Regions from separate parts of the Mus musculus genome. Here all the other regions are linked to region 4. The links are chromatin contacts, called in public HiChIP or PLAC-seq and promoter capture Hi-C maps. All regions are on one chromosome and are shown on one strand. The core of a region is the stretch at or near the end of the contact, and the rest is flanking DNA. Distances in the headings are between cores, read along the strand shown. Region 1 overlaps Ppef2 (protein phosphatase, EF hand calcium-binding domain 2). Region 2 holds the start of Cxcl5 (chemokine (C-X-C motif) ligand 5). Region 3 holds the start of Nup54 (nucleoporin 54). Region 4 holds the start of Parm1 (prostate androgen-regulated mucin-like protein 1). Region 5 overlaps Uso1 (USO1 vesicle docking factor). Region 6 holds the start of Naaa (N-acylethanolamine acid amidase). Region 7 holds the start of Sdad1 (SDA1 domain containing 1).

Region 1 (3,267 bases), core at 580-3,079, 720 kb before region 4:
AGTAGGTTGACTTACAGAAATTTTGCACCGTGGCACCTCACCAGAAAGGCTCAATACACCAGCATCCGAAGTCTCTTTAAGAATCAAAGTTAGAGGGCTGGTGAGATGACTCAGTGGGTAAGAGCACCCGACTGTTCTTCCGAAGGTCCAGAGTTCAAATCCCAGCAACCACATGGTGGCTCACAACCATCTGTAATGAGATCTGACTCCCTCTTCTGGAGTGTCTGAAGACAGCTACAGTGTACTTACATATAACAAATAAATAAATCTTAAAAAAAAAAAACAACAACAGCCTTGTTAAAAAAAAAAAAAAAGAATCAAAGTTAGAGACTCAGAGCTAGGACTTGATGACGGAATCTTTAGAGTTTCCTGAGAGGTGATAGGGGTGTCACTGGTGACTGGCTTTTGCTGTCTTTAGTGAGGAGGGACTGAGTAGGAACCAGGTGGTCGCAGTTTCTCTCTTCCAACTGCTAGGAAATGATAGCCTCACTGTCCCTACACGGAGTGTCTCTTTCCAAGACATATTCATCCCGTGGGCCCTCTCCAGGACCTTTCTTTGTTCTTGTCCTAGGCCAGCCCACCCAGGGGTGGCTCTTCTTTGTACCTCACAGTTTCTGGATCTATTTGCGGGATGGGGAGGGAGCATTCTGTGCGCATGCCTAGCCTTGCAAAGATGGCCTTCTCAGCTTTGCCTGTAGCCCAAGCACGGCTACTGTCTTTGGGTTCATTGCCACGCAGTTCCGTGCCGGATTGCTGTCTTTCCCGAGAACAGAATGTTTTGTATTTATTTTTCAACTCGGTTCCAACGCCACGATGAGACGGTGGGGCTCCAGCTGAAAGGGTTCCCGCTTCCTCTCCCCTGTCCCTCTGCAACAAGGTAGGGTCACGGGTCAAGCATTTCCGGTTACCTGACTGCTTTTCCCTATTCTACACTACCGGTCTAGCAATCCATGCAATCCAAGACTTACAGCAGATGGCGCCAAACCCCGCGTAGAATAGATGTTTTGTTTTTCTCTGGGTACCCTGTCAGAACCATGATCTGCCCGTCCATGTTTCATGCCCAGGTTCCGACTCTACATCACTACCGTTCCATTTGTGGGTATATTTTTTTAAGCAGAAGGGTCCTTAAAAACGGCATGGTAATGCTGTGTATGTCCATCAGAAAACCTAGGTTATGTGACTGATCTGAAGGCCGTGTATACAGCGTGGATGCGCTGCACACAGGAGTGACCCACATAGCACTCAATTTTCCGTTGGTGATACAAAATGTTACTATGTGTCTTGCAAAAATATGTTAAATGTGAGTAATTTAAACATGAAATATCAGCCTGCCAATTGCGTGTTTGAATGTGGTGGCTAGGTGGAATTGCTGTGCAAAGTTATAAGGGTTGCCATCAAGCTTGTCATAGCCCCGGAAAACTGCACAGAGCAGAGGTTTAGGACTGACCTGGATCCCAGAACAGTAGTCTGAAAGGACTTACCATTTCATTTTTGTAAGTCTTTGCGTGGTGCGTGCCTGCGTGTGTGTCCGTCTGTTTGCTTGTTTATTTATTTATTTATGTATTTATTTGACACATTTAGATTGTTTCTACCATGAGGTGCAAAACAAGAAAGGAAAGTGAGAATCGAGAGGAGCAGAAGAGAAAAGATAACCAGACAAGCTCTGGACAGAAACCTACTCCGTGGTTTCTTCCTCAAAGCCGCTCTCTGCCCTCTTCGCCTTTTCACCTGGGCTCTGGCTTTAAGGCCTACAAAGCCGGCAGGTCCTGCAGCATCCCCTGTGGCTCCCCTAACAGCAAGGAGCTATCCCGGCGGGGGCAGGTGCGGCGCTCAGTGGACCTGGAACTGGAACAGTGCCGGCAGCAAGCCGGCTTCCTGGGGATCAGAGAGAAGGGGGAGTCCTTGCCTTTGGCCCCAGATGCTGACTGTGTTGCTGATGGGGGAGGGGTGCTGGAACCCACCCCCGAGGAGTGGAAGCAGGTGAGTGTGGCCAGGTGCTGCTTCTGAGAGTTTATCTGCTGTAGGGGGAGCGAAGAGATCAAAACTCCTGTATAAATGCAGGTGGTTTCCTGAGGCCCCACTTTCTATAAGGAATTAGAAAACCCCAGGACACTAACTTTTGTTTAGTAACTCATGTTGACGTTTTGTTATGAATGGGGAGAGGTTGCTAGGGACCGTTGCCCAAGAATACCTGTTTCAGGACTTGGCTTCAGCTGAGGATGCAAGTTAGGTGCCACTTAAAGGATACTTTCCCATGCAGCAAGCTGGCAGCTCCCGCACAAGGTCAGAACTAGTCAGTAGCTTCTGTCCTCTCTTTTCAGAAAAATAAGGGCTTCCCCAGATCTCTAAAACTATGTCCTTTACCACACCCAGCTGCTGTTTAGTTAGGGTTTCTATTACTGCGCTGCAGTACCATGACCAAAAATAACTTGGATGGAAAGGACTTATTTTGCTCACACTTCCACATCATAGTCTGTCACTGAGGAAATTCAGAGCAGGAACTCAAGCAGGGCAGGAACCTGGAGGCAGGATCTGATGGAGAGGCCATGGAGGGATGCTGCTCACTGATCTGCTCCTGATGGAATGATCAGACTGTTTCCTAATGTACCCTGAACTACCTGTCCAGGAAAGGTGTCAGTCCCTGTGGGATGGGTCCACCCTTAGGAATTGTTAGTCTAGACAACAGTCCAGACTTGCCTAGAGGCCAATCCTACTGATACATTTCCTGAACTGTGGTCCCCTCCTCTCTGAGAACTCTAGCTTGTGTCAAGTTGACATAAAAATACAGGCACACCTGGTAACCAGGTTGGAGACGATGTTGGTGGTTTTGGGGAAGTTATATAAAAATTTGATGGTGGAGTCATTTGTCATCTATAAAAATGGCGTTTCATAAGGTTCATCCAATAAAGAAAAGAGTTCAGGCTGTTTTAAGAGCTCAAGTGGGCAGAAGTAGCCACTGTCTGGACAAAGGAGGGCAAGAAGCACACATCACATTCTCCCAGAGTTATTGCTCTGGGCTCCAAGACCAACTTATACTTGAAGTTTAAAATGAAGTTTTGCAATCTGTGACCCACTAATGTGCAGATACTTATAAATCAAGTGCATTTTCCTTAAAAGTACATTAAGAGGGTATTCTGTATCATCATCCTAAACCCATAGTTCCTCATTGTGCCAGACACGCAACGTCGTTAACCTGAGTATGGACAAGAGGCTAGAACCCGAACTGCTGCCCCAGAACTCTCAGATCTTCTTCCTCTCAAGTTGGTT
Region 2 (3,265 bases), core at 306-2,805, 760 kb after region 4:
CATATACATATACATATACATATACATATACATATACATATACATATACATATTCCGGAGACAATGCAATAGTCACCTTCAGTTCAAGACATTTTGAAAGGTTAACAACCAATGATTCTTGACTTACACACTAAAGTATCACAATTTCCGATAGTGTGACAGATAGGAAAGAATAGGAAATATTTTTGCTAAATACACTTGTGAGATGAGCAGGAAGCTTCAGGGACAATGGTTTCCCTTTTCTCATCAAAGCAGGGAGTTCATAAAGAAAATCCGTGGGTGGAGAGAATCAGCCCTTTCTTCTTATCTTCACTGGGGTCAGAGTCCTCAGAAATCTTTCTATTGAACACTGGCCGTTCTTTCCACTGCGAGTGCATTCCGCTTAGCTTTCTTTTTGTCACTGTTGAGAAAAGACTTATATCAGTAACTAAAATTCTTCAGTTTATCCTAACACACACACACACACACACACACACAGAGAGAGAGAGAGAGAGAGAGAGAGAGAGAGAGAGAGAGAGAGAGAGAGAGAGAGACAGAGAGACAGAGAGAGAGAGAGACAGAGAGAGACAGAGAGAGAGAGAGAGACAGAGAGAGAGACAGAGAGAGAGACAGAGAGAGAGAGAGAGAGACAGAGAGAGAGAGAGAGAGAGATGAGTTTTGGGTTATTGCAACATCCCAGAATAACAACTTTCCCTTCTGAATCCTTTTATTCTAAGCTCAGTTTCGAATGTGGGATGGGAGCCTCAACTCATACAGGGAGAATAAGGACCTTGCCCGCTGCAGAGACTAAGATAGCAAGTACCTGCCCAATATTTTCTGAATGATTTTCTTTATCACAGGAGCTTCTGGATCCAGACAGACCTCCTTCTGGTTTTTCAGTTTAGCTCTGCGGAGGAGGAAAAAAAGAGGATGCACAGGTGAGCCCGGGTGACTGAAGAATCCGGGATAAGGGATGTGGGTAGGGCAGGGGGTGTCCTGGACTTCCATCTCCCAAGATCACCTGCACCCAGAACACAGTCAGAACTCACATGACTTCCACCGTAGGGCACTGTGGACCTGCAGGGATCACCTCCAAATTAGCGATCAATTTGGGATTAATTTTTGGAGTTACGGTTAAGCAAACACAACGCAGCTCCGTTGCGGCTATGACTGAGGAAGGGGCAGCTGTGGAAGAGACAAGATTATAGGAGGATGCTGGAAGAGCCCCTTTCCCCGCTCCTGGGACCCGCTGACTGCGATGGCCCGCCCGGATGGGTCAGGCACCCTGCGCCACGCAGGTGCTGCGCCCTCACCTTCAGCTAGATGCTGCGGCAGCGTGAACAGCAACAGAAATGCCAGCGGCGCCATCCGCATGAATGGCGAGATGGAACCGCTGGGGATGCGGGCGGAGCTGCGGAGCTGGAGGCTCATTGTGGACAAGATCCCGGACCAGGGAGCACCAGCTCGGGATATGCTGGAGGAGGTGTGGAGATTGGGGCTCTACAGAGCACTATGGTGTTCTCAAACCCACTGCACCCCTTTTATCTGTTCTCTCTCTTCCTTCAGGCAGGAAACTGGAGCTTGAAGATGCTGGGGAAATTCCCTGGACTTGGAGTTAGGAGGTGGGGGGCTCAGAGGGGCTGGGCAATGGGATTGGGGCGGGAGGATGGCTAGGAGGAGTGGCTCTTTGCCAAATCGGAGGAGAATGCTTGTAGTCCTGCCCCGGGAACAGAAGGCTGCTGCTCTGGGTCAGACTCCTTTAGAGGACCTTTCCCTCTCCTAGGTCAGGGCTAGTTAAGGCAGGACAGAGCTCTGAGGATGCCCTTCTTTTCCTTGTAGGAAGACTGGAGCCAAAGGAAGGAGTTTTGACTTTAGAAAACCTTCCACAGGTCTTTAACTGTTATTACTACAAACACTATTGCTGACACCTGGGAGATGGCTCAACCTTTAAGAGAACTGGTTGCTGTGGCAGAGGTCCAGGGTTTGGCTCCCCACCCACCCACCCATGCAGGACCACATTGCCACATTGCTGCTCACAAGCTTCTCTAGCCCCAGGTCTAGGGAACCCCACGTCCGTCGTCTTTTGGCTTCCTTGGGGCAGATGCATCTACTTGGTACACAGACAGATAAGCAGACATACACATGCTCATAAACAAAAATACATTTGAAATGTGTGTTTTTAAAACGAAGACTGTTTTTATTCAGGAAATGTAATCCCGGACTTGAAAAGATAAATAAATAGAAAGAAAGAAAGAAAGAAAGAAAGAAAGAAAGAAAGAAAGAAAGAAAGAAAGAAAGAAAGAAACCTTGCCCTCTCCTTGTGTGTGGATTACTTATTGATTCTTTGGGATTCTGCCAGCTTTGAAAGCCAAGAAACTATGAAAGTGTTTTGACTTCCACTTAAACCAGCTGCATGAATGGCCTTCAAAATAAAAGCTGCTTACTGGAAGCCCTGCTATTGTAATTGTTTGGCTTAATGAACAACTTCACAGATGACTCAGCAAATTGCTTTGGGAGGAAGATAAAATCTTTGCACCCTTTGCCATTCAGTTAGGAGCAGTCTGTCCTGTGCTTGGAGCCGGAGGCAACACCAGGGGCTTCTTGCTGTGCTTTCTAATGTGGCTCCCCTGCCAGATAGGGATTTGACAGTGGGTAGAAGCTAAAGGAGGTTGGTGCAGCTGAGGGACTCATCCGTGGGACTTATCTGCGAGTTTGGTGCAAGGGTTTGATTCAGTTTGCCAGCAAGATAGCATCCGTTCTGACTCCCTCCAAGCAACTTCTTGGAGTTCAGAGGAGGGATGCTTTCCCCAGGGGCTTGGCGGGGGTTGGGGGTGGGGACCCTGGAGGGGCCACCTGGTGATGAAAGATGAGATGACTTCCTGTAACTAAAGGCCTTCATACCAAGGCAGTCGGTTATAACATTAAGTGGTGCCCTGGCTTTCTTTATAGAGATTTAACAGATCTCCTCTCTGGATGGTTCTCAAAACCTCTGGCCATGTAGTAGGCCGGCAGAGGAAGTCTGTAAACATGACAGCCTTACACATATAGTCCTGGAAAGAAACTGTTTTTTCTTGTCCCCTGTAACCATGGGAACCGCCATCCACCCCACTCGTCTGTTTTCGGAATAAGAACACCTCCATTGCTGAGCAGGAAATGGTGGTAGACTTTCGAACTTACATTCTGGAAGGAAACTTAGTCTAGTTGAAGGAAGTTGGGAGGTTTGGTGATCGCATTGTGAGAAGCTAATGGGAAGTTGTGAGTCCACCATCAGCATCACACTTGACTC
Region 3 (3,271 bases), core at 648-3,147, 920 kb before region 4:
GCTGGCCTCCAACTTAATCCTGCTCATGCCTCCTGGGTACCGAGATTACAGACATGCACAAACATGCATGCTTGTCTCTAACAACTAAATTCTGATCATAAGATGCTTTGGTCTAAAGCTTCTTCAAAGGTTTTCTTACTGCTATCAAGAATGTATGAAATCCTGACCATAATCTATAGGGAAACAGATTTTTGTTTTGTTTTGTTTTGAGACATTGTTTCTCTGTATAGCCCTGGCTGTCCTGGAACTCACTTTGTAGACCAGGCTGGCCTGGAACTCAGAAATCCGCCTGCCTCTGCCTCCCGAGTGCTGGGATTAAAAGCGTGTGCCACCACGCCCGGCAGGGAAACAGAATGTAATGGTAATTTTTTTAAAAGGTGGGGCCAGAGAGACTGCTCAGTCAGTACAGTGCTTGCTGTTAATGTTTGAGGATATGAGTTTAATCTTCATCACCCATATTTAAAATTAAACAAACGCTGAGCACAGTGGCATTCATGTATAACCATAACACTGGGCAGGCAGAATCAGGAGTCCCCTGGGGCTTGCTGGCTGGACAGTCTTGCCAAATAAGCGATGAGATCTAGATTTATTGAGAGACCTTGTATTAGAAATTAAGAGTAAATTAGGAAGACACCCATGTCAATCTCTGGCCTTCAGGCACGTGTGCACATATGTGTGTATACACTCTTCCCACACATGCATGTGCTCTCTCTCTCTCTCTCACACACACACAAAATGGGGCAAAGAGGTTCCTGAGAAAACTAAAATTAGATCTACCACATGACCCAGCTATGTCTATAAGGACTCCAAGTTAGTCTATCACATAGATGTATATCAATCTCTACTGAAGCATTAGTCACAATTGTTAACAAACCTAGTTGCCTAACAACAGAGGGATGGATCAGAAACAGAGGATGGTATATACTCAAAAGAGTTTTCAGCCCTAAGAAGGAAGTTATGTTGTCATTTGCACAAAACTGAATATCACTGGAGATAAACATTATTAAGTGAATTAAGCCAGTCACAGAAGGAAAAAAATTCATTTATGATTCCTAGGTTTAATTAAACACATAAATCATATGACATGGAAAATGAAGTAAAATTACTAGGGAACTAATGGGAGAGACAGGGAGAAGACAGAAAATTTAGGAGTAGGAATATATATTCAAAATACAACATAAACTTGTATCAAGATGTCCTAATGTAACACAGTGCCATGTACAATAAATATTTTTAAAAGGAGAAAAGAATCGGGGCTAAGTAGAGAAAAACCAGCGAAGTGACTTTGGGGATGCTGCTTTGCAACTCTAATCCTCAGTCCTCCTGTCTCGTCTGTGCCAATTAGTCAACGACAGAAATCTTCTCTGTGTAGTTGAGGATTAAATGTTCCCCAGAAGTGCGATGCAGGGCACAGATTTTACCAGTTAGTGGGCCCATTTGCTTCATCGAGGTCAGCCCTTCTTCTTGGTCAATGACAATAGTAGTAAACTGTCTGAAACGCAGCTGGGGGTTTAAAAAAATATGCAAAAACAATTACTAGCGTGCATTCCACATAGCTAACACACGTGTTACCACCATCGCCATCATCTTTCCATCACTCTCGAATGCCTCTTTCTCAACTGCTTTATCTACTCAAACCTCCTTTCCTCCGGGAAGGACCGCTCCTCAGAGGTAAGGGCAGTACTTTCACGCGGTCCCTGCACACTGTCACTTCTCTAAAGTGGCTTCAGAGAGCCACCATACAACACCCCATGTCCAACTTCTCATCACTTCCCCTTTGTGGTGACGCCCCACACCACGTGAAAGCCACAAACACACCCCCGGAAGTGATCGGTGGTAGGCGTTCCCGTTCGATCATCCCACCCACTCCATCCTTGCTTGGTTCCTGCCTGCTCCGCTTAGACCGGGAAGGAGGCGGAACTAATGGTACGGACCGCCTGACGGTTCCCAGCCGGACAGAAGAGCGGAGGGCACTGGGCGTCGCGCCGCGCGAGCCCGGGGCCATCTAAGTGCTGCTCCCGCGACATGGCTTTCAATTTTGGGGCTCCTTCGGGCACTTCGGGCACCTCTACAGCCACCGCGGCACCGGCGGGTGAGTCAGCCCTGGGCCTACCTTCTTCCTCCAAGGAACCAAAGCCTCGGGCCCGCCCCCTCGATCCGATCGGTCCGGCTGGGGGGTCCCGGGGTTGCCCTGGCACTCGGGACACCTTGGAGTCATTTGGAGAGGGCGGTGGCGGTGGTGGCGGCGGCGGTGGCGGTGGGAGGGCCGCGGGCTGCTCAGGCTCAGCCTGGGGCTCGCACAGCACGCTCAACCCGCGTGGCTCGGCCGCCGCGGTGCTTCCCGCCATTGGGGTGTCCGCCCAGGAGAGGCCGGAGGCTACGCCCCTCTCATTTCCCGGGACCCCGCGTCCCCTCGTCCGTCTCAGCCTCAAGGTCCAGACGGGTAAAGTTGGAGCCAGGCTGCCCGCAGCTCCCTCTGTCCCCTCCCCAGCCCGGGGGGGGGGGATGCTCGGCCCCCGCCCGTGCTGCCCTTCGCTCCTTCTGTCTGTCCGCACCTTGGCTTTCTTCCCCTGATCCGGTGCAGGTCAGGTTTGTTCACGCTGTGAAACCTCTTGCTGATTCTTGTAATTCTTACCTTTCTTTCTTCTCCTTTTCTCTTTCCCTCCTCTCACCTTTTCAAATTTTTGTTTCTCTTGCCTCCACGACTATCAGGATTTGGTGGGCTTGAGACTGCCAACTCCACCGCCGGTGGGTTTAATTTTGGGGGTTTCGGATTAACCGCTAACCCTGCAGTGAACTTTAATATTGGGAATTTCGGTGTTTCTACTACCTCGGCGACTCCGTTCAATTTTGGTAACAGTCTGGCGAGTGCAGGTAGATACTGGGGTCATGTGTGTAACGAGTATGGGGGCTGGAGTCCAAGAATGTTCCGATGTCCCTAGAGTTTGGGGGAAGAAATGGCACTTGTCTAATAAAGAAAGGGGTTTATTTCCTAAGATCAAATCAAATATATTTAAAGTTTTGGCTGCTTTAAAAGATGTGGGTTTTGGAAAGCCTTAAAGAATTAGAATGCACCTTGGTTGGATTTTCATTTAATGATACAGAGCACAGCTTCCAAATGATAAGTTGGGAACCGAATATTTTTTAAAACATTAGCTTTAGCAGAAGGTAAGCGTTTCCCTGGGATTCTTGGACTCCTGCAGTCATTTTTCATTTTTTAATACATATTTCATTGGGATTTCATCTTATTGTCCTTGTGTTTCCAAGAGAA
Region 4 (3,420 bases), core at 655-3,154:
GCGCCAATCAGTCAATCAATCAATCAATCAATCAATCAGTCAGTCAGCTAGTCAGTAAATCATCTTATTCGAGCTTCTTGTTAGGATTAATCCGTTTTTGCTTTTGATTTGCCAGCTTTTGATTTTGAACAGAGATGTTCAAAAATATTAAGGAAATAAATAAATACATACATAAATACATAAATAAATGGATAAAGGGGCAAAATCAATTCAGCAAACAAAATCTATCCATTAGCCAAGTGCATGTTTTCTAGGCTTCCTGAATGGGTTCCCTTCCGCATCCGTTTGTAAACATCTATCCTTTGAGGACCAGGGAACTACCTTTGGCAGCAATCCAGCTGAGAAGGCTATTGCACTTTCATATCTAAGGGCTCCTCTCTCAAGAGGGCTGCGCCACGGAAGCCGAATGTTCCAGAAAGATCCGCAGGCAGGTCTCCAGACCTTGCAGATCCCGGAGCAGAAAGGTTCTCTCAGACATTAGCATGTAGGGAAAACACCATCAGGCTATTGGCTCAGCTGGGAAACTTTCCCATAAACTGTCTTATCCTCTGAGAGCCCCAGGGAAGCTTCTAGCTTCTTTTCAAGGAGTTGTGACTTTCCTTGAGTGGGGGTGGGGAGGCACATTTACAGGAACCCAGGCAATTCAAGAGGGGAAACACACGGACTAAAGCTTGAATCTCCAATCAGCTTGTACTAGGAGGCTTCGGGGCATTCTTGGATAAACAGACCGGACTACTCTCTTGGGTTACTCTCCCCCGCCCACCCTCAGACCCCGAGTATAGTCCCGAATCCATAGTCCTTATTGGGCTACGTTCTTCCTGGACAAAAACCTAGGTACCCAACTCCAGAAGGTGGTGCCTGGTTTCATCTCTGCAGCCCGCGGGTCGGCTTGGCTTGAATGCCCAAGGTCGTGGTTGCAAGTAGTCCCTAGACCCGGGTGAGATAGATAGACAGACCCGGATGGGGCAAAAGGGGGTGTGTATCCTACTTTTACCCAAGTTACTAGTTTCATACAGAGGGCCACAGTTTTGGAAGGCTCTTGGCCACAGTAGACCTGCAATCTTCAAACAATGATCATAAGCTTGACCCTAACCTGGGCCGCTGCCCCTGTGACTTGTTTGTGCCGCATCATCCCTGAGCCTAAGTAAAAGGGACGCCCGGAGTTCCAGAGACCTCTAAGTCCCAGAGCGCTAACCAGTCGGGTTGAGCGCACTCCATGATGAAGCCCTCCTAGCAGCAGCTTTGTCGGACCCCTGCCTGGCCTCTGTATCCCACGTCCGGACAAACCACTGGCAAGAAGTGATGTCTGGGGCTGTAGCAGGTGCTCCCCGGAGACCCCAGCAAAGGAGAAACCACAGAAACCTTTCCTCTCCGTGCGGAATTCTGTGTTCTAAGGCGCCAGCTAGCCGGCCACCTGTTTCACAGAGAACGAATTTGTGGGGGGCCCAGGATGCCACAGCAAAGACCCAGACGTCCCTCCCTTCCAGGACTGCCAAAACCGCACACCTCAAATCTAAGTGCGCACACCCCTGCAGACCTACCACCCTCCAGTGGTGGCTTATTTCTTGGTGTCGCCCCTCTTCCCATCAGCCGGACCCTGTGCTGCCTCCCCCATGCCCCGCTCTTCCTAGGACCGCGCCAAGTACCTGCGGTGAAGATGCAGAGGGCGATGAGCACCTTGCAGACCATATTACTCTGGTGCTCGGTACCGAGCTGGATGCGACTAGAGAAGAGTTTCCTGGGTCTGACCAAGTGCTTCGGGGCACCGGCAGCTCCTCTTCGGACCGGGTGGGCTACGGGAGGAGCGGGGACGCCAGGCGCGACGAGTCCAGGCAGCTTCGGTGTCTGGCGGCGCAAGGCGAAGTGGAGGTGGCGCGGAGAGTCAGCTGTGTGCCCTGCGGCGCCAGGCGCACTTCTGCTCCATCCCAGCTGCCTGAGCCCAGGGCCCGCCTGCGCCGTCGCCAAACCCCTCCCACCCGGCCCTCCTGCGAGGACAGGGCCACCCCCTGGCCTTCTCTCTCCTGGCGCACAGGTCCCAGGAGTCCCGGCCCAGAGCGGCCTCTGCTGGACAGCGGGAGCTAGACTTGAGCTTTTAGTGGATTCAGCCACAGCTCAGGGAGCTTTGCACTGTCCTGGAAGCTAAGGCAAAACAAAGTGTGAGTGGGTCCCTGCCGTTAGGTCGCTTATGAAAACTCCTTACCCTTAGAGAGGCGACCTCGAGGTCACCTCAGAGAATCAACACATTTCTTTCCAAGTATGGGATGAAGACCTTTTCCCTTCATTTCTGCAAACAGCCTTCTGTGTACATTAAACTCTCACCGCACTTCCTGGTGCCTATTCAACTTCCTAGCCAGAAGAAATACCACTATCAGGTGATATATATGATCCCCAGATAACTGAACCAGCCGTCTGATTAGTTACTATGCTAAAGTTCCTTCTACTAACCCAGAGACATAAACCTTACTATTTCCCAGGTAAGAAATCAAAGGCATTAGAAATTAAGGAATGTGTCATGTTCATATAGTTTGTAAGAATTGTTTGTACATCAGGCCTATGAAAACAATGTAATAATAATAATAAAATAAGTTTTATGTAATAATAATTAGTGCTAATAAACAATAATAACAGATAACAATAATTTCTGAGAAATGGCAATAGGCTATGTGTTGGACAATGTACATTCACATACTACCCAAGTCATTTACTTCCCGTAGTATCCTCATACAGGCAAGTATCCTCATTTTCTGGGTAGGAAGTAACTTTAAGTTTAAGTGCTTGCCCAGGCCTTATAGTTAGGGAAGGGTAATCAGATCTTTTTCACCGGGGGCTCCTTCTCCATATTGAATGCCTCCCCAAAGATCAGGGCTTCTCCAAAGTGGAGTCAGACCTGGCCTTTCATTTCATTCTTTTTGCGCCCCCTGCACCTCAGACATTCATAGTCCTCATACGGGCTGCATGCCACATCCTTCAGCTTGGTGCAGTCTGAACCTGGTGGCCCCTGGTCACTAGAGCTGACAGTTGTAAGAGAAAAGGGACCCTTCCTAAGGCATTGGAACATTTGGTGCCCTCAGCAGCTCTGCAGAACTGTTTTCCTGTCGTTTGGTGTGTCGTCTTCCATCTTGTAACAGGACCCGCTCTCTCTCAGCCTGGGTTCATCACTTTAGCAGCAGCCAGGCCAATTCTCAGCCTCACCTCGCCAGCACCACTCCCAGATCTTGGCAGTACTTTCGCAATAGACTACACTGGGCTCATAATTGTCCTTCTTCTCTATACATGTACTGATTCCTGTCGGTATAGGAAGCAAACGATACTGCAAGCAAAAGCTGAACTGCCTCTCCTGCTTCCCTGGTTAGAAGAACTGGCAGACGCAGAGTCTTAAACACATTCCCGGAAGCCTTCTGGCCTCATGTCCTTCCCGTG
Region 5 (3,068 bases), core at 244-2,743, 650 kb before region 4:
CTGATTTTCATGTGCATACAGACTCTGTGCTCTCTCCCTTTCCCTGGCCTCCGAGACCTCTAACTCTGCTGTCGTCCCTTAGCTCTTGTAGTCTACACATTTACTGAGTCTATACATTTATGTTCTGTATGATCTGTGAGTTAATATTAGTAATTAGAACTTCAATAAAAGAACCTCCTTGGCAGAGTGGGAGCATCTGGAAGTTGCTGCCTCTGAAATGACAATGCCCTGGCAGTTGTCATCAATACATTCTGACTCTGAAGACGTGAATGTGCTCATCTGTCTCTGACACAGTGCACTCACAAGGCGAACAGACTCCTGCCTTTCTTCTCTACCTAGCTGTTCACAGCTCTTCATTTCCTCTACTGGGGAGATAATTTGCTAAGGACTCCTGTCGCACTGACATTTCCAGGTCCCCTCCCTGGAAAAGACTGGAATCTGTGAAAATCTGAGTTTCACACGGACATTTGATCCCGGGAATCGATTCGGCTGGGAAGAGGGGCGTGTGTGCTGCTGTAAGACATGGTGAGTGACTACACAGCAGTCTGCACGGTCTCACTCTTACCTCCGTCACTGTTCCCCTCCTCTGTAATAATGTCCAGCAGTCGCTCAAAAGCATTTTCAAAAGCAACAATTTTCTGGATTGCTCCATTGCTCCTTGTTAATGCCTGCAGTAGTAAGACGCCCTTATAGAAAAGAAAGGTGGCATTCAGTTGAGTATGAAATTTATTGGACTCCCAAAAATTACTTTAAAATCATAGAATCCTACAGTAAACAGGGCTTTACAAATCCACCTGCTTTGCTCTCTATATACAGAAGGACATAGACGGCAGAGACGGTTCAGCTCCCCTGACGGTCATAGGTCACATAGGAACAGGACCTTGGCAAGAGTTACATCTAACAAGTTTCTTCTTAGCTACATACAGTAAGAACACAATTCTCACTCTTATCTGTCACCATGTAATTTCCACAAGCCGAGAAGGATTATAAAGTTCTCATATTTACTCTTCTCAAAATGATGATATAAATCATGAAATACCACCACCACATTTTAACAGAATTTCTACAGAGTTCAGGATACCTTGAAAATCAGGCTCCCAAATTCCTACAATTTGATTTTAAATCAGCAAAAACAAGAAATGGAAATTCACACCCTGTAAGAAAGTTTGCAGAAGGTTCGTGTAGCATGGTTTTTCTCCCACAGTCTTTTCCGGCCTGTGGCTGGCAAAAATGGCTCCCACAAAGAAGGGTGGCAAGAAGACTGGATGTCCTGCCACCAAAAAGGTGTGATCCAGGAGTGCACCACTGACATTCCCAGGCAGTCACAGAGTAGGCCTCAAGAAGCATGCCACAGGCACCCGAAATCTGGATGTGTCATGGAGGAGATGGGGCTCCAGGTGTGTGTAGGGAGCCTCCAGATGCACATGGGGACTGTGCACAGATAACAACTAAGCTGTCTGGGCCAAAGGAATAAGAAATATCCCATAGTGTGTCATGATAACCTATGACCCTGTTTACACATTTCAAAATCTAGTCAGTGTGGATGAAACCTAAGCTCTGAATGTCAGATAAACCTACAGAACAGATAAACAAACAAACAAACAAACAAAGGTTAACTAAGTCTGTGCCCTGGCTTTCAGTTTTTTTCAGTGTATTGAGCTGTTTATATAGCTTTGGCACTTATCACTTAAAAAGCTTACATTACTCCTTATTACTCGTCTCTCTGTGTATAGTGTTTTGCCTGTGTGTATGCCTGTACACCACTTGCAAGCCTAGTGCCTGTGGAGGCCATGAGAGGGCACAGGATCCCTGGAACTGGGGTTACAGACAGCTGAGAGCTAACACGCGGGTGCTGGGGATGAATCCAGCTCCTCTGGGAGAGCAGCCATGCTCTGCCCTGCTCAGCCACCGCTCCAGCCCTACTCCTCACTTCCTACTTCAGCATCTATCACTCAGCCAGTCCTTCTGAGCCGCTCAGTGACCACAGATAAAAGAGACAATAAATACATGAAGGGGAAAAGCACAGCCGCCGCTTTCAGAGGCTTGCCACACAGGGATGGGAGTGCCACGGTGGCAGGTGGCAGCTAAGCGTCTGTACAAGGTTAAGAAGGCTGTCAACTCGCTGGCCTCATCTCACCCCTTCCCCGGATTTTCAAATTTTAATACTAACATGAAAGAAAGGTAAAATAAAATTTAAATGTCAAATCTGCCAACATAATGGTGCCAACTTGAATTTTAACTGCCTAAAAGGAAAAAGAAAGGTTTACACAAGTCATACAAACTCTGAGTCTCATAAAGTGGACAGAAGCTAAATGCCCTACTTACTAGTTGTATGACTTTAAGCAAAGTGCACAAATTCCATGTCTCAGAATACTTATCTGCAAAGTAGAATAACAGTATCTCGGATCCCTCTGCCACACTATTCCCATGGAACACTCTATACACACTAGACTGGCCTCAAACTCCCGCAGATCCCCTGCTTCTGTCCCCAGAGTGCTGGGGGCTAAAGGCATGTTCTACCACACCTAGATGTCATGCCATTTAGAAGGCGGGAAAACAGCACCTACAGGGTTTACCTGTTTTCAATATCAACATTTATTAGTAGTTTATTTTCCTCTTACTTTGCTGATAGGTTAGCTGAAACTAAAAAAAAAAAAAAACCTATAAAACATATAAAACTAAGATATCAGAGGTTACAACAAAAATAAAACTTAAGCTCCATTAATAAAATTAATAAAAGAAAACATGGACAATCATTTCATCTGCTTCAAATAAAAACCGAGGCAAAAAGTTAGAAGAAAGAGCCAAGAGCTAAAGAAAATAGACTGAACACATGGTGGGGTGGGACAGCAGGGGGTGCTGGGTGGGACAGATCAAAGTACCTGATAAGCTTGCATGAAAATGTAATCATTTTAATTTGTACAAAGAGTATATATGCTCTAGGAAAGAAATGAAAGAACCGAGGTAGGCATTTGTAAAAACAAATGTAAAATAATTTAAATATAAAATAAAGATTTGTTTCTGTAAGTTATATTGTTATAGCATTTTACTATCTATAATATTGCTTT
Region 6 (3,246 bases), core at 671-3,170, 760 kb before region 4:
TTTGGACACTTTGGTAACTCGTATGTTAAGCATTTATATACATTTATATAAAGCATCCTTTGCAGAATCAGGAACAGCTCTAGTTCCGCATCAGCCAGAGGCAGTTGGAACAGGCCTGCTAATCCTAAATCAGCATCAAAGGGGCCTTAAAAGGAAATTGGGCCAAGTTGTAAAACAGAAAGGCAAAATGGGAACTGCCATTCCAGGAAGGGCTGCAAGAGTGGAAGTTTAAAGGAATCACTAGGGAAGGAAATTCGGAGTAAAAATACAGCTTCCTGTTTCAGGGGTACTGCACCTTTTTTTTTTTTAAGGTAAAAACATTTGAAAGATTTATTTATTTAATGTATATGAGTACCCTGTAGCAGACACTCCAGAAGAGGGCATTGGATTCCATTACAGATGTTTGTGAGCCACCATGTGATTGCTGGGATTTGAACTCAGGACCTCTGGAAGAGCAGTCAGTGCTCTTAGCCACTGAGCCATCTCTCCAGCCCAATAAAAACACTTTATAATCACGACTTTTTAACATACAAATATATAGAGCACAAGGAAACATTTACCAATCCAATGTTAATATCCTGGCTTTTTTGTTGCTTTTGTTTTATAAGTGAAAGCATGAGAGGCTGGCTTTCTGGCTCACGCCTGTAATCCCAGTACCCAGGGCTCAAGCGGGAGGAGCAGGAGGGTGGGGTCAGTCTGGGCTATGTTCTGCCTACAGAGAGGAAGTTCAGTATAAGAAGAGAACCAAAAAGTGGAACTGAAGCACTCACCATGACCCCTCCCTCAAGTGCTGCTAATCTCAGATGTGTGTGTGTGTGTGTGTGTGTGTGTGTGTGTGTGTGTGTGTGCGCGCGCGCACGCTCCTGTGTGTGTCTTCAGCACAGTATTATTTAGTATCTTAAAATTTGGCATAGAGTATCAGTTTGTGCTTTTGCTGACTGTAACTCAGCATTAGCATGTTTGTGTGTGTGTTGTGTGGCGGTGCACGTGTGTGTGTGTGCACATGGAGGCTAGAGGCTGACATGGGGGTCTTTGTTACTTTCCACTGCAGGCAGGGATTTTTTCCTGAGGCAGCGTTGCTCTCTCACTGAACATGCTGCTCACTTGACTTGGGTGAGCTGAATGTGCAGTTTAGCTCCATCCCAGCAAGAGGCCACTGGGGTGGACTAGCCCTGGGGTCCTTCGGCCTGCTCACTAGCTCCATCCTCATGGCTTGTTCGGCTTGCTTTCTTATAGAACCCAGGATCATCAGGCCAGGGATGGCGCCACCCACAAAGGGATGGGCCCACTCCCATCGATCGCTTATTGAGAAAATGTCTTACAGCTGGATCTCATGGAAGCATTGTCCTCAACCGAGGCGCCTCTCTGACGGCTCTAGCTTGTGTTGACACAGAACCATCCAGTACACCGGCGCTGGTTGAAACAGAGTCTGAACTTTAGGTGTTTAAGTACAGCGCAATTTTAGGGAAAAGACGTTTCCTGGTAACAATTATCTCAATCTCATGTGCACAGTAAAGCTTACGGCATCTTAAGGACCTTGGGCAGGATCGGGTGTGGTCTTGGGCATACATATTTCATAGAGTCATCAAACTACAAAGTGCATGTGACATCTTCCGTAAGGATAGGTTCTATTGACTGAGAAACAATGCTTACGAGTCTGGGAAGTCTAGGATAGAAGTATAGTCTAGGGGGTTCGGGTGAGGTCTGGCCCTACGTATAGCACAAATCACCAGGTTATTAAGTACAACCACTCCCGGCCTTTTACACAGAGATGTGATACTGCCTCTAGCTGTGAGTGAGAAGCAGGCTTAATCCCGCTGGGGCAGGAGGCGGTGTCAGTGCTTGGGTTCCTGACCGGGTGGAGCGCAGGCCCCGCCTTCAGTGCCAGCACCGCCCCAGGCCTCCCACTCCGCCTCCCCAGGACAGCAAAGATTCATTGGTCCGGTGGTGGCCTCAGAAGCCGGAGCTATGGGGACCCTAGCCACCAGGGCCGCGTGCCATGGGGCACACCTGGCCCTGGCTCTGTTGCTGCTACTGTCGCTGTCCGGTCCCTGGCTGTCGGCTGTCGTCCCCGGGACTCCGCCTCTCTTCAACGTCAGTCTGGACGCGGCCCCGGAGCAGCGCTGGCTGCCGATGCTGCGGCACTACGACCCAGACTTCTTGCGCACCGCGGTGGCGCAGGTCATTGGGTGAGCGCGGGACTGGTCTGGTGAACTTGTAGTCAGGCTCTGCTCTTCCCTCGTTGCTGCACCTCTACCCTCTCACCGCTGCACCGCTGCCCTCCCCACTGCTCTGCGCAGCGCCCAGCGGGTGGCTGACCCAGCAAGGCCAGTTCGGCTCTCAAATTCGGAGCCTCCTGCGGCGCGCGCGTTTACCACACATTTTCCGGGTCAGGGTAACGCGCAAGGTGTCACCCAGTATGCTAAGCTGCAGCGTAGGGCATGCAGCCCAGGAAACTCCGCATCGTGGACCAGCCTGGCTGGCCTTACATGGAGGTTGGCACTGGAGGTAGTGGTGATTGCACTACCATTGGGTGTATCTCAGCCCTTATACTTTTCATTTCGAAAGTCTCGCTGGGAGTTTGACTATACATATATGAGTATATGGACAACATAAATTGGATTTGGTGGTTTGTTTTTGTTGTTGTTTTGTTTGTTTGTTTGTTTGAGGGGTAAGGCAAAGGTGGGAGGGTGGACTCGAGAGGAACGTGTGATCGGGTTGCATTGTATGAAATTCCCAAATAATGAATATAAATGTTATGATGTGAGAAAAAAAGAAAGAGATTCTCGCTGTGAAACATAAACTGCCCTTACAATCCTCCTGCCTCAGCCTCCTGAGTAGCTGGGATTACAGCCCTGCACTATCATGCCCACTTTATTCCCGCTGGTTTGAACGCTGGGAATGGAGCAGCTCTGAAAGTAATCTAGATTCCCAACATTCCTCCCGCCTCGTCCACGCATACGTGCACTGTCCATGCTCTGAGACGAGAAACAAACTTCGTACTTTTTCATTTCTAGCGACAGGGTTCCCCAGTGGGTACTCGGGATGGTCGGAGAAATTGTGTCGAAGGTGGAGAGCTTCCTGCCTCAGCCCTTCACCGACGAGATCCGCAGCATCTGTGACTCGCTCAACCTCAGCCTGGCTGACGGTATCTTGGTCAACCTGGCCTACGAGGCTTCCGCGTAAGTGCCCCGTGCTAGGTGGATTAAAGTCAACTAATTGCCACCTACTGGGGACTCCTGTCAC
Region 7 (3,043 bases), core at 133-2,632, 790 kb before region 4:
TAATAACACCTTGATTCATCTATTAGTGTAAGACTAGTTACCATCTACCGGGCAGTGGTGGCGCATACCTTTAATCCCGGCAGTAGGGAGGCAGAGGCAGGCAGATTTCTGAGTTCAAAGTCAGCCTGGTCTACAGAGTGAGTTCCAGGACAGCCAGGGCTACATAGAGAAACCCTGTCTCGAAAAAAACAAAACAAAACAAAAACAAAACAAAACAAAAACCTAGTTACCATCCAACAGCTGTTTTCCCCTCTGTGGTTAGAATTAAGAGAGTTGCCTGGGTGCGGTGGTGGCACACACCTTTAAGACCCAACACTCCTGAGGCAGAGTCAGATGGATCTCTGAGTTCAAGGCCAGCCTGGTCTACAGAGTGAGTTCCAGGACCGCCAAGGCTACACAGAGAAACCTGTCTCAAAAAACAAAACCAAACAAACAAACCAACACCAACAAAAAAACAATCTAACCTCCACCCCTGCTCTTTGCCATTCTCTAAAACATATTCTCTAAGCATACTCCTCATGGATTTTTTTCTTCTACCTTTAGTACAGCCTAAAAGAAAATGATTCTCATTTCTGACAAGGTTTTTGTTTTAGTGATGTGTGTGCAACTCTGTGTGGGTATGTGTGCTGTGAGCACAGGCACCTGCTGAGGGCACACATTTCTCAGGAGCTGGAGTTAACTATAGATGGTTGAGAGCCACCGTGTGTTGCAAACTGAGCCTGAGTCCCTACAGCAGTACCAGATCTTAGCTGCTAAACCATCTCCAGCCCCTAATCCTCATTTTATAATACAGGATCTCATGTATCTCAGGTTTCTCTCAAATTCCTATGTAACTGAGGATGACCTTGGAGTCTCAACCCTCCCGCCGCCTCTTCTCTGAGTATGCGGGTTGCAGGCATGAGCCAACACACGCAGTTTATGGAGAGCTGGAGAAGAAACCTAGGGTCTCCTATGAGATAGGACACCTGAACCAGTCCCCAGGCCCCTGCTTAATTTCTGTCGTTTTTCTTGAGACAGAGTAAGCCTCGGGCTTGCCCCAAACAAATATAATGCTCCTGCCTCAGCTTCCTGAGTACAGGGATTACAGTTGTATGCTGTCATACCTGAGTCCCATATTAATCCTCATTTATTTGGGCCACCATAAGAATGCTGAGCTAGATGGGGAGAACTGGGAGGAATTGGCGGAGGAAAAAGAACATGATCAAATATATTGTATAAAAATTGTTTTCAGTGGAAAAGAATGTTGAGATAAGGAAACCTGCTCCAGAGTTTGGTGACAACCAGTAGCGGTTGTCCACCGGCAGGGACCGATAGCGTGCAGACGCCTACAAAGAGTTGCAGCAGGGTGGTGAAGTTTGATCCTCTGAGCGTTCCGTAGCTCGGTCGGGCAAGCGGCGTGTCCCACGTGCCGTTTCCGGTTACACTGGGACCCACGAGTCTAAGCTGCCGCGGGGCCCGGGCTGCGACTGACAGAGGCGGACGTTTTCCAAGCACTGCTCGCCAGGGAGCCCACCCACAGCCACCATGTCCGGCAGGAACAACAACAAGCTGCCCAGCAACCTGCCGCAGTTACAGAACCTGATCAAGCGGGACCCGCCGGCCTACGTGGAGGAGGTGGGACCGGGATCCGGCTCCCCGGGATGCTCCGGTGTGCTTCCGGGGGCCTGGGGAGGAAACGGACGGGGGATGGAGATACGGGGGACGGGACATGCAGACCCCACCAACACTGAAACACACCCTAAAACCTGCTGCCTCCGGGTTTATCCGCCCGCCTCGCCGACGTGGGCCGGTAACGTCCGTTGGCCGCCTCAGAGCAAAAACTCGAGTTAGCCCCTAGCATACGATGAGTCGTGTGTTAAACATGCTTTCCACAGACGGCCTCTCCCGAGTGCCCCAAGCTCTGCCAAGAAGAGCAAGGAGTTCTCAGATGGCAGGGCCACCCCACAGTCAAGAGTGTAGAAGATGTAGTTAAGCCACAGTTCAAACTCCCTGGGAGTCACCCTGAGCTAGATTTGAAAAAAATGCTTTGAGGGAAATGTGCGGTCTAAAACTCTGTTAGGTCCAGTTTGTGAGGGGCATGGCATACTCCAAGTGTGTGAATTCATAAGAACCACGAAATGAAGGCCGTGACTTTGTACTCTTAACCTGGTAGATAGATTAAGACGCGCCTTTGCCTTTATTATTTGTCTTCTTACACACCGCCCTTCCCAATCCTCCCTGTCTCCCCCCCCCCCTTACTGGTCCCCTTCTCTCCTCAGACAGCCCCCACTTCACTTCTGTATACACATCACATTTATTTCAGTTCCCTGCATCCCTTTAAGGTCTCTTCTTCCAGAGCTGGGGAGTTGACTCAATGGTTAAGAGCACTGGCTGTTCTTCCAGAGGACCTGGGTTCAAGGCCCAGCACTTACATGATAGCTCATAACCATCTGTTGCTCTAGTGTTAGGGGATGCGACACCCGACTTCTGGCCTCTGGATACTAGGCATATGTATACACGCACATACAAGTAGGCAAGCTCTCAATACACATTAAACATAAGCTCTTACTGGGTTCCCCTTTCTAACTTGTGTCACAAACTAAATTGAAATCTGACTTTTGCTTCTGAGAGGAAACAGGCTACCTCTCTGAGTCTGGTTTAATTTCTTAACATCTTTCCTCCTGTTGTCATGGTTTCAGCTCTTGATTGGAAAAAACTAAATGCATGTACCACATTTTCACTACACATTCTGTTGATGGACTTAAAGGCTGGCTCTGCTTCTTGCTGCCGTGGTTCGTGCACCAGTAAACACAAATGTGCAAGTGTGTCTATGGTGTTTGATCAGAGTCCTTTTATTATAAACCAGGCCGTAGAAGGCCAGTTTTAGTTTGTCCATAGTGGTTCTACCATGGACATCCGCACCATGAGCTGTGTGTGTGCGAGTGTGTGTGTGTGTGTGTGTGTGTGTGCTCCCACTCTATCCCCACCAGTGGTGTGTGTGTGCATGTGTGTGGAGCGTGAGAGAGAAGGGGAATATAGTTTCTGTTTTCCCACATTTGCTGTC

Evidence for each region. Promoter capture Hi-C pulls out the DNA fragments that hold promoters and counts their contacts. HiChIP or PLAC-seq counts read pairs in DNA pulled down with a chosen protein or histone mark.
Region 1: a contact with region 4 is called in a promoter capture Hi-C map of embryonic stem cells, with 5 times the contacts expected there. The contact joins the enhancer-like site here to the promoter of Parm1 in region 4. A contact is called at or near these places in 17 of 39 promoter capture datasets (the 3T3-L1 cell line, 3T3-L1-derived adipocytes, the HPC-7 cell line and 10 more), 1 of 15 datasets of contacts at CTCF or cohesin (embryonic stem cells), 14 of 484 Hi-C or Micro-C datasets (embryonic stem cells, lens fibers, muscle stem cells and 3 more), 2 of 115 datasets of contacts at active chromatin or transcription factors (craniofacial prominence and embryonic stem cells) and 2 of 9 other capture datasets (embryonic stem cells and pancreatic islet).
Region 2: a contact with region 4 is called in a FOXA1 HiChIP or PLAC-seq map of pancreatic cancer cells. The contact joins the promoter of Cxcl5 here to the promoter of Parm1 in region 4. A contact is called at or near these places in 1 of 39 promoter capture datasets (liver) and 1 of 115 datasets of contacts at active chromatin or transcription factors (pancreatic cancer cells).
Region 3: a promoter capture Hi-C map of second pharyngeal arch cranial neural crest shows a contact between it and region 4. The contact joins the promoter of Nup54 here to the promoter of Parm1 in region 4. A contact is called at or near these places in 3 of 39 promoter capture datasets (cranial neural crest, embryonic stem cells and second pharyngeal arch cranial neural crest) and 1 of 115 datasets of contacts at active chromatin or transcription factors (bone marrow-derived macrophages).
Region 5: a contact with region 4 is called in a promoter capture Hi-C map of liver, with 2.4 times the contacts expected there. The contact joins the enhancer-like site here to the promoter of Parm1 in region 4. A contact is called at or near these places in 9 of 39 promoter capture datasets (the 3T3-L1 cell line, 3T3-L1-derived adipocytes, frontonasal cranial neural crest and 4 more).
Region 6: a promoter capture Hi-C map of the HPC-7 cell line shows a contact between it and region 4, with 3 times the contacts expected there. The contact joins the promoter of Naaa here to the promoter of Parm1 in region 4. A contact is called at or near these places in 8 of 39 promoter capture datasets (the 3T3-L1 cell line, the HPC-7 cell line, cranial neural crest and 4 more) and 2 of 115 datasets of contacts at active chromatin or transcription factors (astrocytes and pancreatic cancer cells).
Region 7: a contact with region 4 is called in a promoter capture Hi-C map of embryonic stem cells, with 4 times the contacts expected there. The contact joins the promoter of Sdad1 here to the promoter of Parm1 in region 4. A contact is called at or near these places in 2 of 39 promoter capture datasets (cranial neural crest and embryonic stem cells) and 1 of 484 Hi-C or Micro-C datasets (palatal mesenchyme).

The regions. Positions count from the first base shown.
Region 1 is chr5:92,237,458-92,240,724 of GRCm38.p6, reverse strand. It overlaps Ppef2 (protein phosphatase, EF hand calcium-binding domain 2), which reads left to right. Exons shown (of 17, transcript NM_011148.4): 11 at 1,582-1,980. Among named protein-coding and RNA genes, the nearest start is that of Ppef2, 17 kb to the left of the region's middle. Within about 2 kb of position 1,829, at least 12 of the 459 cell types and tissues checked have an H3K27ac peak or open chromatin away from gene starts, as enhancers often do. A contact at or near this core is called in embryonic stem cells, where this site is marked.
Region 2 is chr5:90,757,588-90,760,852 of GRCm38.p6, reverse strand. It overlaps Cxcl5 (chemokine (C-X-C motif) ligand 5), which reads right to left and starts at 1,555. Exons shown (of 4, transcript NM_009141.3): 1 at 1,293-1,555; 2 at 1,029-1,164; 3 at 803-886; 4 at 1-400. The coding sequence starts at 1,410. The coding sequence ends at 340.
Region 3 is chr5:92,433,825-92,437,095 of GRCm38.p6, reverse strand. It overlaps Nup54 (nucleoporin 54), which reads left to right and starts at 1,897. Exons shown (of 13, transcript NM_001359995.1): 1 at 1,897-2,092; 2 at 2,713-2,874. The coding sequence starts at 2,026. It overlaps Gm42114 (a long non-coding RNA gene), which reads right to left and starts at 2,485. Exons shown (of 2, transcript XR_880431.3): 1 at 2,114-2,485; 2 at 1,027-1,503.
Region 4 is chr5:91,516,184-91,519,603 of GRCm38.p6, reverse strand. It overlaps Parm1 (prostate androgen-regulated mucin-like protein 1), which reads right to left and starts at 1,904. Exons shown (of 4, transcript NM_145562.2): 1 at 1,647-1,904. The coding sequence starts at 1,689.
Region 5 is chr5:92,168,291-92,171,358 of GRCm38.p6, reverse strand. It overlaps Uso1 (USO1 vesicle docking factor), which reads right to left. Exons shown (of 24, transcript NM_019490.1): 8 at 566-686. Among named protein-coding and RNA genes, the nearest start is that of Gm25290, 23 kb to the left of the region's middle. Within about 2 kb of position 1,493, at least 5 of the 459 cell types and tissues checked have an H3K27ac peak or open chromatin away from gene starts, as enhancers often do. A contact at or near this core is called in liver, where this site is marked.
Region 6 is chr5:92,276,855-92,280,100 of GRCm38.p6, reverse strand. It overlaps Naaa (N-acylethanolamine acid amidase), which reads left to right and starts at 1,920. Exons shown (of 11, transcript NM_025972.4): 1 at 1,920-2,189; 2 at 3,018-3,182. The coding sequence starts at 1,969.
Region 7 is chr5:92,308,363-92,311,405 of GRCm38.p6, reverse strand. It overlaps Sdad1 (SDA1 domain containing 1), which reads left to right and starts at 1,382. Exons shown (of 22, transcript NM_172713.2): 1 at 1,382-1,614. The coding sequence starts at 1,525.